Linked DNA regions of Capra hircus: region 2 is linked to region 1. A link is a contact called in public Hi-C data. All regions are on one chromosome and are shown on one strand. The core of a region is the stretch at or near the end of the contact, and the rest is flanking DNA. Distances in the headings are between cores, read along the strand shown.

Region 1 (5,440 bases), core at 844-3,343:
TCTGCACCTAGTCTCTGCTAGAGCCTTCACTCTTATGACCCTCTGAGGATGGTTTGCAAATGAGGAAAACGAAATTCAGAGAGGTCAAGTGACTTGCCCAAGATCACACAGCCTGTCATGGCTGATGTTGAGATCTGACTTCACTCTCGTGCCTTCGGATTCTAATCCTCTACTCCCTCCTCCAGGTGAGAATATTCAGTCCCTGTCAGTTGCTCCCTGATGCTCACACAAAGGGTCTGGGACCTGGAACGCTTTGTAATAACAGAAGGAATGACTGTCCCGACCCAGTCCTCTGGTAAGAAGATTCCGCAATGGGTGAGTGACGCCAGGCCCAGCCCAGGTGCAGATCTCAGACTCTGCTCAAACATGTGTCATCTGCCCCTTGATTTCTCAATTTAGCCCACAGCCTGAGGAGTGGGTGTGGAGCGGAAGAAGGGAAGAGAAACAGAGGAAATTACTTATAAAAAGAAGTTTCAGATTGAGTCACACACATGAGTTATAACTCAGAAAGGCGCTCTGAGGTAGGAGAGGAAAAGACAGAGACAGCCGTTTTGAGAGGGTTCCTTCTTCTCATAGGACAAAGATGTTCAGGCGAGTTGACTGGTATCTCTGCTCTGGAGACAGAAAGGCAGAGAGGCAGAGGAGTCTGTGCTCTGGGAGGAGGCAGTGGGTAGTAGTGTTAGCAACACGTGTTAAGCATTTCCTATGTGTCAGGCCCTGTGAAAAGTGCTTCTGAGGCGGTGCTTAGTTTTACCTTTACCAGAGTAGCCACTACTATTAATTCCCACTTTAAAGAAGGGGAAATTGAGGCAGAAAGGCTAAATGACTTGCCCAAGGTCACACAGACTAGTGGTCAACATTGGATTCTAACCCAGAAATGCTCATACTTCAAGAAAAAAAGTAAACCATGTGGAGTCTTGCCCCAAGGCTACTGAGCAAGGCCTTGCACCAAGGCTACAGAAGCAGCATCTAGAAACAAGGTCGTCTTGGGGACTGACTGAGCTCCTTTGTAACCGCTGCCACAAGCCCCCCTGATTATCACCAGTAGGCTTCCTGACCCCAGTTCGGTTCAGTTCAGTCTCTCAGTGGTGTCTGGCTCTTTGCGACCCCGTGGACTGTAGCACGGCAGGCTTCCCTGTCCTTCACCAGCTCCTGGAACTTTCTCAAACTCATGTCCATCCAACCATCTCATCCTCTGTTGCCCCCTGCTCCTCCCGCCTTCAATCTTTCCCAGCATCAGGGTCTTTTCCAATGAGTCAGTTCTTCGCATCAGGTGGCCAAAATATTGGATCCCATATTAGGCAAAAATGCCCACCTCAGTGCTCACCCTATAGTGCCCTAACTAGTCACCTAACTTCCCTGGTACCTCAGATGGTAAAGGATCTGCCTGCAACACAGGAGACCTGGGTTTGATCCCTAGGTTCGGAAGATCCCCGGGAGAAGGGAACAGCTACCCACTCCAGTATTCTTGCCTGGAGAATGCCTATGGACAGAGGAGCCTGGCGGGCTACAGTCCATGGGGTTGTCAAGAGTCGGACATGACTGAGCGATTTTCACTTCACAATGCCAACCTTCCAGCAGGAATTTTCTTTGTCTTGAGGCTATAAAAATTGGCTATTAACCCACGAAAAGCGTCAGTTCTCCCTTGAGTCACCCCCTGTTCTAACAGCGTCTCAGTCAACTCTCGCCGGCCTGTCAGGAAGTCAACCCCCTGTGCTCACCGCACCCTCGTTATCTCTGCTCTCTGCTCTTAATAAATTCACTCGCTTTTAAAATGCTCTGTGTCTGGAAATTCTTTTCCAACCCGCGCTTGGACTGCCACAACAAACAAAACCAGGACAGCTCTGACCGGAGTCCGTGCTTAACCCCAGACTCTGGGTTTCTTCCTACGTTCTGTTTGACGTTTGCTTTTAACCGACACTCTGTAGACACACCCTCTCCTTTAACACTCATATCAGCCCCTTTGACCATTGGGGAAACCTCAGAGGAGTGAAATGACTCGCCCAAGGTCAAACAGCAGGTCAGCCTTGGGGCTGGGGTGTGACTGCAGATCCAGCTGTTTCCACCACCACCACCTGCCTTCAGGGATGAGTTGGGCTAGAGGGCCCACTGCACAGCCCGGGGGAGGCTGCTCACCTCCACATCTGTGTCTCTTGACAGCACAATCTTTGCCCTGTGTCTGCAGCTGCTTCCCTGAGGGTGGGGAGGGGGGTGTCCTTTAGATTTCCCTCCTGTTACTGCTGAGTCATTTCTCCCTCGAGTCCTTGGAGTTAGTGGGAACCCCCTCAAGAAATGGAAGCTACGCAGAAGACCTAGGTTCAAAGCAGAGGAACCTTCTTGCCGTGCGGGGGACTGCCTTGTGATGTGGTGGGGGGGTCTCCGTAATTGCTGGCAGTATCTGAGTAGAAACGGGAGAACCATCTGTTGGAGATTCCTGTCGTGGGTGGAGACTGGGTTGAGGCCTTTAGAGCCCTTTTAACTGTGAAATTTTACAAGTCAGTGTGGGATGAAATGTAGGCTGTACAGCAAAGTGGCCTAGAATGAGCTTTGGGGCCAAATAGCATGCGTGCTTGCTTAGTTGCTTCAGTCATGTACAACTCTTTGCGACCCCCTGGGCTGTAGCCCGCCGGGTTCCTCTGTTCACGGGATTCTCCAGGCAAACACTGGAGTGGATTGCCATGCCCTCCTTCAGGGGATCTTCCCAACCCAGGGATCAACCCCGTGTCTTCTGAGGCTCCTGCATTGCAGGCAGATTCTTTACTGATGAACCACCAGGGAAGCCCGGGCCCAAACAGACCTGGGCTCAAAGCCTGGCTCAGTCAACCTCCTTGCTGGTGACCAGTGGGAAAGTTTCCTCTCTTAGCTTCAGTTTCCTTGTTATAAGATGGAAATGATCATACCCACCTCATGAGATTGCTTTGAGTATTAGGGGTGATGTATATACTGTGCTCAGTATAAAGCAGGAACTCAATCATGCCTACTATCATCGCCAATAAATGAATGGCCAGATCAAGGATTAAATCCATATGTTAATCAAGGCACCAAATGTTTGGATGCTTAACATTTAGGGGAAATCAGCCTTCTCTCTGAGGGTGCTTGTCCCAGAAATAACCATGAAAAACATAAAATGTAAGTGGGTGAAATACAAGAAACAATTAGGGACTTTGACGCCTGTGCCGACAATTGAGAACTGGCATCTCTGACTCAGAGGGAGTGTGTAAAATCATCTAAATAAGTCCCCACCTGGCAACAGGAATCCTCTCGAAGATCCTGACAGGTCTCATTAGTTCTCTGCCTGAGCCCAGGCTATGGGGAACTCACTGCCTTCTGAAACTGTCCATAGGAAACTCCCCAAATTCCCTAAGCTGTTTTCTGCCCTTTGCCAGCTGGGAAATACTACTTTCTAACAATATCTTCTAACTGAGACCAGACCCCAATATTGTAGGCACCTTTATGACCGCATGGCTGGCTAAGGGGAAGAGTGATAACCAGATAAGTAAGTATATTTTGGGCTTCTTGGAAGCGGAGAGGTGGGACAGTACCCTGTTAAGAGCAGTTTCAGAACCACACAGACCTCAGTTTGAGTTCTGCTCTATCACTTAGCTGTATCCTTGGGCAAATCACTTAACCTCCGAGCCTCAATTTTCTCATGCTTGGAATGGAATTAATCATATCTCTGGGGACTTCCCCAGTGGCCCAGTGGTTAGACCTCTGCTCTTTCACTGCAGGGGGGCTGGGTTCGATACCTAGTTGCGGAACTGAGATTCTGCAAGCCATATGGCACAGCCAGGAAAAAAAAAATCTCCTTCACATGAGGATCAACTGAAATGAAGCCTGGGAAACATCTGGCATCCAGCGCCTCCACAGAGCAAGGATCTGTTTAATAGGCGCACAGGGATATTTCATGGAATGGGCATCCTAGCGGATGGGAGCTCAGGCACTGTTATTCGAGCCTTAATGGGAAGAGTGACTCTGGCACTTGGGAACATCTGGACTGACAATTCGATTCCTCAAGTTGGGTTATTTCTATAAGTGGGTTTTGCCCAGGGAGTCAGCACTCAGAGAGGAAAGTTCCTGGCTAAGATGCTGGTGACTGGGAAGTGTGCTTCTGAAATCCACTGAGTTCCTGAGGGCGGTAGCTGGGATAGAGGCTCACCTTGTAAAAGTTAGAAGAAGCTTAGCTGTGTAAGCTACACTTCTTACCTTCCAAAACATGTGCAAACTCACTTGCTCGTTTGATCTTTAGGTTAAGCTGTGAGATGAGCCCAGACTGTGATTCCCATTTAGCAAGTGAGGAACCTGAGGCTCAGAGAGGTGAAGTACATGAGTGTCGGGATTTAGCTGCTGAGAAAGCCGTTGCGGACTCTCACTCTAGCCATCTTGGTTCTTGAATCCCCGCTCTGCTGCCTGGGGCAAGACACTAACTGCTTGGTGTGTCAGAGCATCGGCTTCTTTTCTTCCTCCTTGGTTGCCTCTCCAGGCTCCTGCAACTCTGTGGGTGAAGTTTCTGTGCTTCCCCTTGCACCTCCAAGCCCACTGTTCCTGCGTTCTCTCTCATTCACTCATTCAACAAACGCTAGCTGAGAACCAAAATATTGTGTTCCAGGCCTGGAGCTAGGTGCTTAGGATACAGAAATGAACAAAACACAGCCCATACCTTCGAGTTCACAGACCAGGTAGGGAGAAAATACATCATCAGCCAGTTCCAAATCTGTATAACATAAAGTGTCTGGGGATCCCGAAGGAGAACTGCCAAACCCTGTCTAGGATGCCCTAGCTGGCTTCCTGGAGGTGTCATTTGAATTTTCCTAGAGGATGAGTAGAAGTTAGCCAGGCAGAATCCAGTGGAGGCAGGAGCGTGGTAAGTTCAGGTCTTGTGAACAATCTGGGGACAAGTTATGAGAGCTGATGCTGGGGCTCAGCAGCGACCAGGTCACACAGGACACTGACTGTCAGACTAGGACTGACTGTCTGGGCTCTCTCTGTGGACAGCAGGGAGCCACTCCAGGGCAGATGCTGGGTCAGAATTTGTGATTCTAAATGGAGGATGCTGGGGACACAAAAGACCAAAGGGAAGTAGTAGGCAGCGGCAAAGAACAACAACAACAAAAAACAAGATTGGGACTTCCCGGGTAGTCCAGTGGTTGAGAATCCGCCTTCCAATGGGTGAGGTGGAGGTGCTGGTTTGGCCCCTGGTTAGGGAACTAAGATCCTACAGGCAGCAGGGCAGCTAAGCCCATGTGCCACAACTAGAGCGAAGCCTGTGAGCCGCAACAAAGATTCCACGTGCTGCAGCTAAGACCCAATGCAGCCAATAAATAAATAATAAATATTAAAAACAAAAATAAGCAACAAAAAAGAGGCATATGGGGAGAAGGGAGAGAAGGGGATGGATCCCTCAAGTATTTAGGGAACAATATTGAAGGGACCAGAAGGCAGA
Region 2 (5,049 bases), core at 1,476-3,975, 160 kb before region 1:
ACCTAACCTCCTAGATGAAGAAAAAGCATCTTAAAGGCAGATGGGACTGCCTCCCGTCACTCTGAAGCACTGTATTCTTATAAGGGAAGTTCCACACTTCCTCTAGGCAGGAAGCTGGAAAGCTAAGCTCACAGAAAACCTTTAAAAGCCTGTTGAGAGCCCCTGTGTGGGAACTAAAGGCCTGGGTTCAAGTCCTGACTTTCTCATTCATAAGTTTTCATTTTGTTCTTCTCAGCCTCAGTTTTCTAGGTGTAAGTGAGATTGGACTCTTTTTGTCTGTCTCATGAAATTGTCATGATGGCGAAATGGACTGAAGTGTGAAAAAAGTACTACCAAATCTACACTGCGGTTGCTATTATTTGGTGTGTGCCCTTTCCCTCTTGCCCAGAATAATAAACTAGGTCCCAAACCAGAGTCCCAAAAGTGGGGCATAGAACTGAACTGGAAGACCATAATGACTACACACTCTAGTTAAGCTCTCTGATGTGTGTTCAGTTGGTCTGTTAAATTAAGTGGAGAAGGAAAAGAAAACCACCACTCAGCAGGACTTCAGCCAGCTCATATTGCTAAAACAAACTGAGAGGGACGACAAAGTCGACTACTACAGATGGAGAAACTGTTATTTCCCATCTCTTCATTGGAATGGCAGCAATGTATAAACAACTGCAAAGCCATTCTGAGGGAAGGAATGCACTTAACGGCTTTCTTTTTTTTTTAAACACAATTCCTTGGGTTCACAGAAGTAGCAATGGCTCTTACAGAACCAGTCAGAAAGCAGAAGGGAGGGCAGGAGCATCACAGGCAGCTCATCAACTTGGGGTGAAGAACTAACCCTAAAGGAAAAATATTGTACTTAAACAGAAAAATTAAGAGGGAGGGCTGGAAGTCTTTCCTTTCTTAACACCACTCAAACCTTTAAGTATCACTTGTTTCTGGAATTCGGTGACCCTCACTAGACTATGTGATATGCTCTCATTACCCTCTTCCTTGTCTTTATAGTTATTGTTTATTTGTTTATGAGAGCAGGGGCTCTGTCTATCTTGTTCCCAACTATCCTTCCAGGGCTTCGCATTAAACCTATGTTGATTTAGTGGAAGTGGCAGGAACTGGATATGGCTTCACCAGTTCACTGGCTCTGGATACAAAATCTCTGCTCCAAGTACTCCTCCCACCATATCTCACGTTGAGAGCAAAACAAAGTCACAGAAGCCACAAGAAATACAATTTCTCCAGAAGCAGCAGTTCTCTTTCTTCAGCACAAGGGGGCGCCTGTTGATTACTCCATCACCAGGAGGCCTGGAGGAAGGGAGGGGCCACCAACGCCACACCGGTTTGCTCATCAAAATTCAGTTCAAAGGCAAGCTTTCGAAATCCCCACAGAACAGCGGTAGTTTGTCAATCTACCCAACATTGCCAATATCTGACTCGCTGAATCGAGAGGAATCGTAGAAACAAGAACAGCCAACCTTACACGGCCGCTGGTTCTTTATCCTAGGATGAATTCACTTTTTCCCTTCCTTCACTTCCCACCCACATGCAGAAGAGTCGGGAACAGAAAAGCACATAACCCACCTCTGCCTCTTCACCAGGCTTCCATTCTTCCTTTCGTCTCTCCAGACTCAAGCTCTAGACCCAGCGACCACAGAAGACGTGTAGCCTACACTTAGTTTGCAGGCAAACCAAGTGAAAACAAGAATAAAGCCAGTGAGCTCTCCCTCTCAGCTAATTGCGGCCCTCACTTCCCAACAACCCCTTTACGAAAGCAGACTCTGAACTGGCAGGACACTTACAGAGCAACTAGTTTTACTCTCTTTTCCCTTGAGATAAATATGCCCCAGGTAAGTGAGTAATAAAAACTCTCCAGAGTTTTTACACAGAGAGCTCATTAGAACCTAATTACCATCGCCATTTTACAGATGTGGAAACTGAGGCTCACTAGTATCAAGAGGCACACCCAAGGATATATTTAAGGAGAATGTCTTTTTTTTTTTTTTTTTTCTGTCCGAAACATCAGTCTTTCCACCAGCCCTCACTCCTGCCAAAGCGGATGCGCTCTTTCAGAGCCAGGATTTCCCAACTCCAAGCTCAGTACTTGTCAGGTGACAGCGCCTGCTGTTGTATGCTTAGGGCAGGGAGGGTCCCATCTGAGCAGACAGGAAAACCTGCTGAATCGGAGCCCTGGACGCCCTGGGTAAGACTAACATCCTCGGGGGCAAGGGGTGTTGTTCGGACCCAGGGTCCTCGGGACCAGAGGCCTTGCTGGCCGCCGGCTTCAGGGGCCACCTTCTGCCCTCCCACCCGGGTCCGAAGCCCGTTCCAGCCGTTTCCTTTTCGACAAGAGTCCCAAGCAGAGATTGGGCATCTCCTCTGCCCAAAGGGCCACAGCTCAGGGGTTACTCCGGAGGGGGCCGGCGACGCCTGGCCCGGCCTACGACCGGAAGGCAGGGGAGGGCGGGAGGCTGTAAAGGAAGAGGCGGCACTGGGAGGCCGCTATGGCGGAGGGGCGGGGCTCTTCGCTTCTCGGCGGCCTCCGCCTCATTTCCCTCGGCCTCCGTTCGACGATTTCCCTCCCCCCCTCCCCAACTCAAAACTCCTAGGCTCCGAGGCTGGCGCCGGGTCCCCAGCGCCGGCGGGTCTCAACCTCTCAGGCGGGGCCCGAACCTTAGCTCCTCCATCCGGGGCTCCGAGCGGGCGCGCCTGCGCACTTGCTCCGCGGACGGCGGCCCCGCCCCGCTCCTGCCGGGAGTCGGAGCTGCCCCGCCCCCCTCCGCAGCGGCCATGTTGACTCCGGGAGAGCGGGGCGGGGACGGTATAGCCCCGCGACTCAGCGCCCCTCTGCCTTGACCCTTGCCAGCCCTGGTGACACCTGAGGAGTCCCCGCTCCGCCAGCCCCTTCCCCCGCCTTCAGTTAGTCCTCCAGGGCTGCTGTCTCAGCGTCAGTGCTCTTGGCCCAGTTCGAACCACCCCTCAAACATCCATAAGTTCCCTTGAGGGCCGAGGCCCTCGGAGTCGGGGGCTGCCCTGCGGCCCCTTCACGGAAGCCAGAGCCGCATTTTCCCTGCTGTCAGGCAAGAACAGCTCAGCACAGGGCCTGGCACACAATAGCTGTAGTTTGAGTAGAAAGAAAAGCCTTCTTGGGGTTTCTGTGGCCAGCAGCGGCACCCCGCGTCTTGGGTGTGAAGAAAGTGGGGGTTCCCCCTGACTTTCCCCTCCTCCGGCTACTAGGGACCTTCTGTCCTGCTTCAGTCCTCAGCCCCAAGTCAGGTGGCTAATGAGGGTGGTGAAGGAAACTTAAGAGAACGCCCCCCACGACTCCTTTCTCCTTCACTGAAGCCGTTTTTCTCGTAGGAAGTGGGGCCAAAAAAAAAAGAAGCTAACTCAACAAAACCGTCTGTTAGGGAGGAGCGGCCAGTTGGTACCCCTGTAACGGAAACTGTTAGAACAACTTTGCACCCTCCTTAGAGGAAATAGATAATAAATCCTTCTCCGTTGGTGGATTTCTCGTTTCTCAGGATTCCAGAGCCCTTTGTGGTTTCAGTTATCTGCCCTCCAAACGAAGCTAGGGTCTGGGTTAGCCTCTGGCCACAGCCCTGGCTGAGGGAGGGGTTTATCTTCCGCCACAGCTACTCCTGTGGGTGGGAACAAAAGAGGTGGTTGCTATCTCTCCAGGCAAAGAGAGGCAGCTCACAGCACTTCTGTGGGGGCCAGCGACTGTATCTTTGGATTCTTTATAGCTCATTTCAGGTCCTGAGACCTAAATTGCCCTCAGATATTTGTTGTGTGTAAAGTGGATCCATCACGTTGTAGTCGTGGAGTGCTGGAGACGGGGGAAATGAAGCTTAGAACCCTAGGTTTCTCATTGACACACCCTTGTTCTCGGCTCCAGAGGCATGTGAGTGAGTCGGCAAAGCTGTGGGTTACACTCGTGACTGAGGCCTAAGGTTGTTGCTTGAATCTCTAGAAGTCTTTGAGGCTCCAAGCAGTACTGTGTCTGCAAGGACAAAACTGAGAAATCAACTATCCTTCCTTTCTGAATTCACAATAGAAAAAGACATGCATTCTTAAGATTCCCTCTGTTCACACACCAAATTCTCTCAAAAATCTACTTGTGAAAAGGAGAGGCGTCTATTGTGACAATTCAGAATGTTGTTTTTAAAGCTCAACTGTCACCCTTCAGAGGCAGAACTTTGTCCAGCTCCTCAGCTCTACTTTCTTGCAATTTCTCCTTCCCTTCCTTCTCTACTACCCACCCCCCTCCTCTTCCGCTCTGTTTCCTGTTTCATTTTCTGGCTCCTGCTTCGACTGGAAAACAAGGAGGCTGAATCTTGTGCTCACAAGGCTCTGGCTTGTCAGAATGGAGGAAGCCTTAGGTGGGATGGGAGGGGTTCTGGGCCTCCAGGGCTGTGAGTAAGTAGTGGAGGAGGCAGCTCTCTTTAGTCTGCTGTTAGTCTGCTGCTAAAATGGAGCCTGCAGCCACACAGGGAGCCAGCTGAGCGGCCAGTGCTGTGGGAGAGCCCGGGAGACAGAGCCTTACCCCAGGGCTCCCAAAAGATTCTACACCACTCAGCCACTTCCCTAAAGAAGTAAATATGCCACACCACCAAGAAACGGTTTCATAATACAGATCTCTGACTAAAACAACGTAAGCAGCACACCACTGTTTCTAGAATCCTAGAATGTAAGAAAGAACATTTCTCTTTCTTGAACTTGCCTGACTATGCTCTTGCTGTTTCCTCTGCTTGAAATGCTTCACTGCCGACTGGCTGCCCTTTGGCCAACCCACTTCAGGTCTCAGCTGAAAAGCCACCTCCTTGGAGAAGCTTTCTCTGTCTACCTCACCACAATCACCACCCTGTATTCCTCTTAGGAATGTAAGTGCTATGGGGGGGGGGGGGCGGGTAGGGGGCCTTGTTCACCAAGGTGTTTCCAGCACTTAGTACTTTGTATATTGTGTGTTCTCAGTAAGGATCTAGTGAATACATCTGTTTGTTTAACCTGCACTTTATGGATGAGGAAACTGAGGCTCGGGTGAAAGTGAACAGTTCTGAA

The links. Hi-C and Micro-C count contacts between places; a contact is called where the count stands out from the background.
Region 2: a contact with region 1 is called in a Hi-C map of blood, with 2.2 times the contacts expected there. The contact joins the promoter of PIGV here to the enhancer-like site in region 1. A contact is called at or near these places in 3 of 5 Hi-C or Micro-C datasets (blood and liver).

What each region holds. Positions count from the first base shown.
Region 1 is chr2:9,406,979-9,412,418 of ARS1.2, reverse strand. No RefSeq gene overlaps it. Among named protein-coding and RNA genes, the nearest start is that of RPS6KA1, 47 kb to the right of the region's middle. Within about 2 kb of position 2,093, at least 2 of the 5 cell types and tissues checked have an H3K27ac peak or open chromatin away from gene starts, as enhancers often do.
Region 2 is chr2:9,570,270-9,575,318 of ARS1.2, reverse strand. PIGV (GPI mannosyltransferase 2) reads right to left here and starts at 2,725. Exons shown (of 5, transcript XM_018056505.1): 1 at 2,662-2,725; 2 at 1,573-1,657.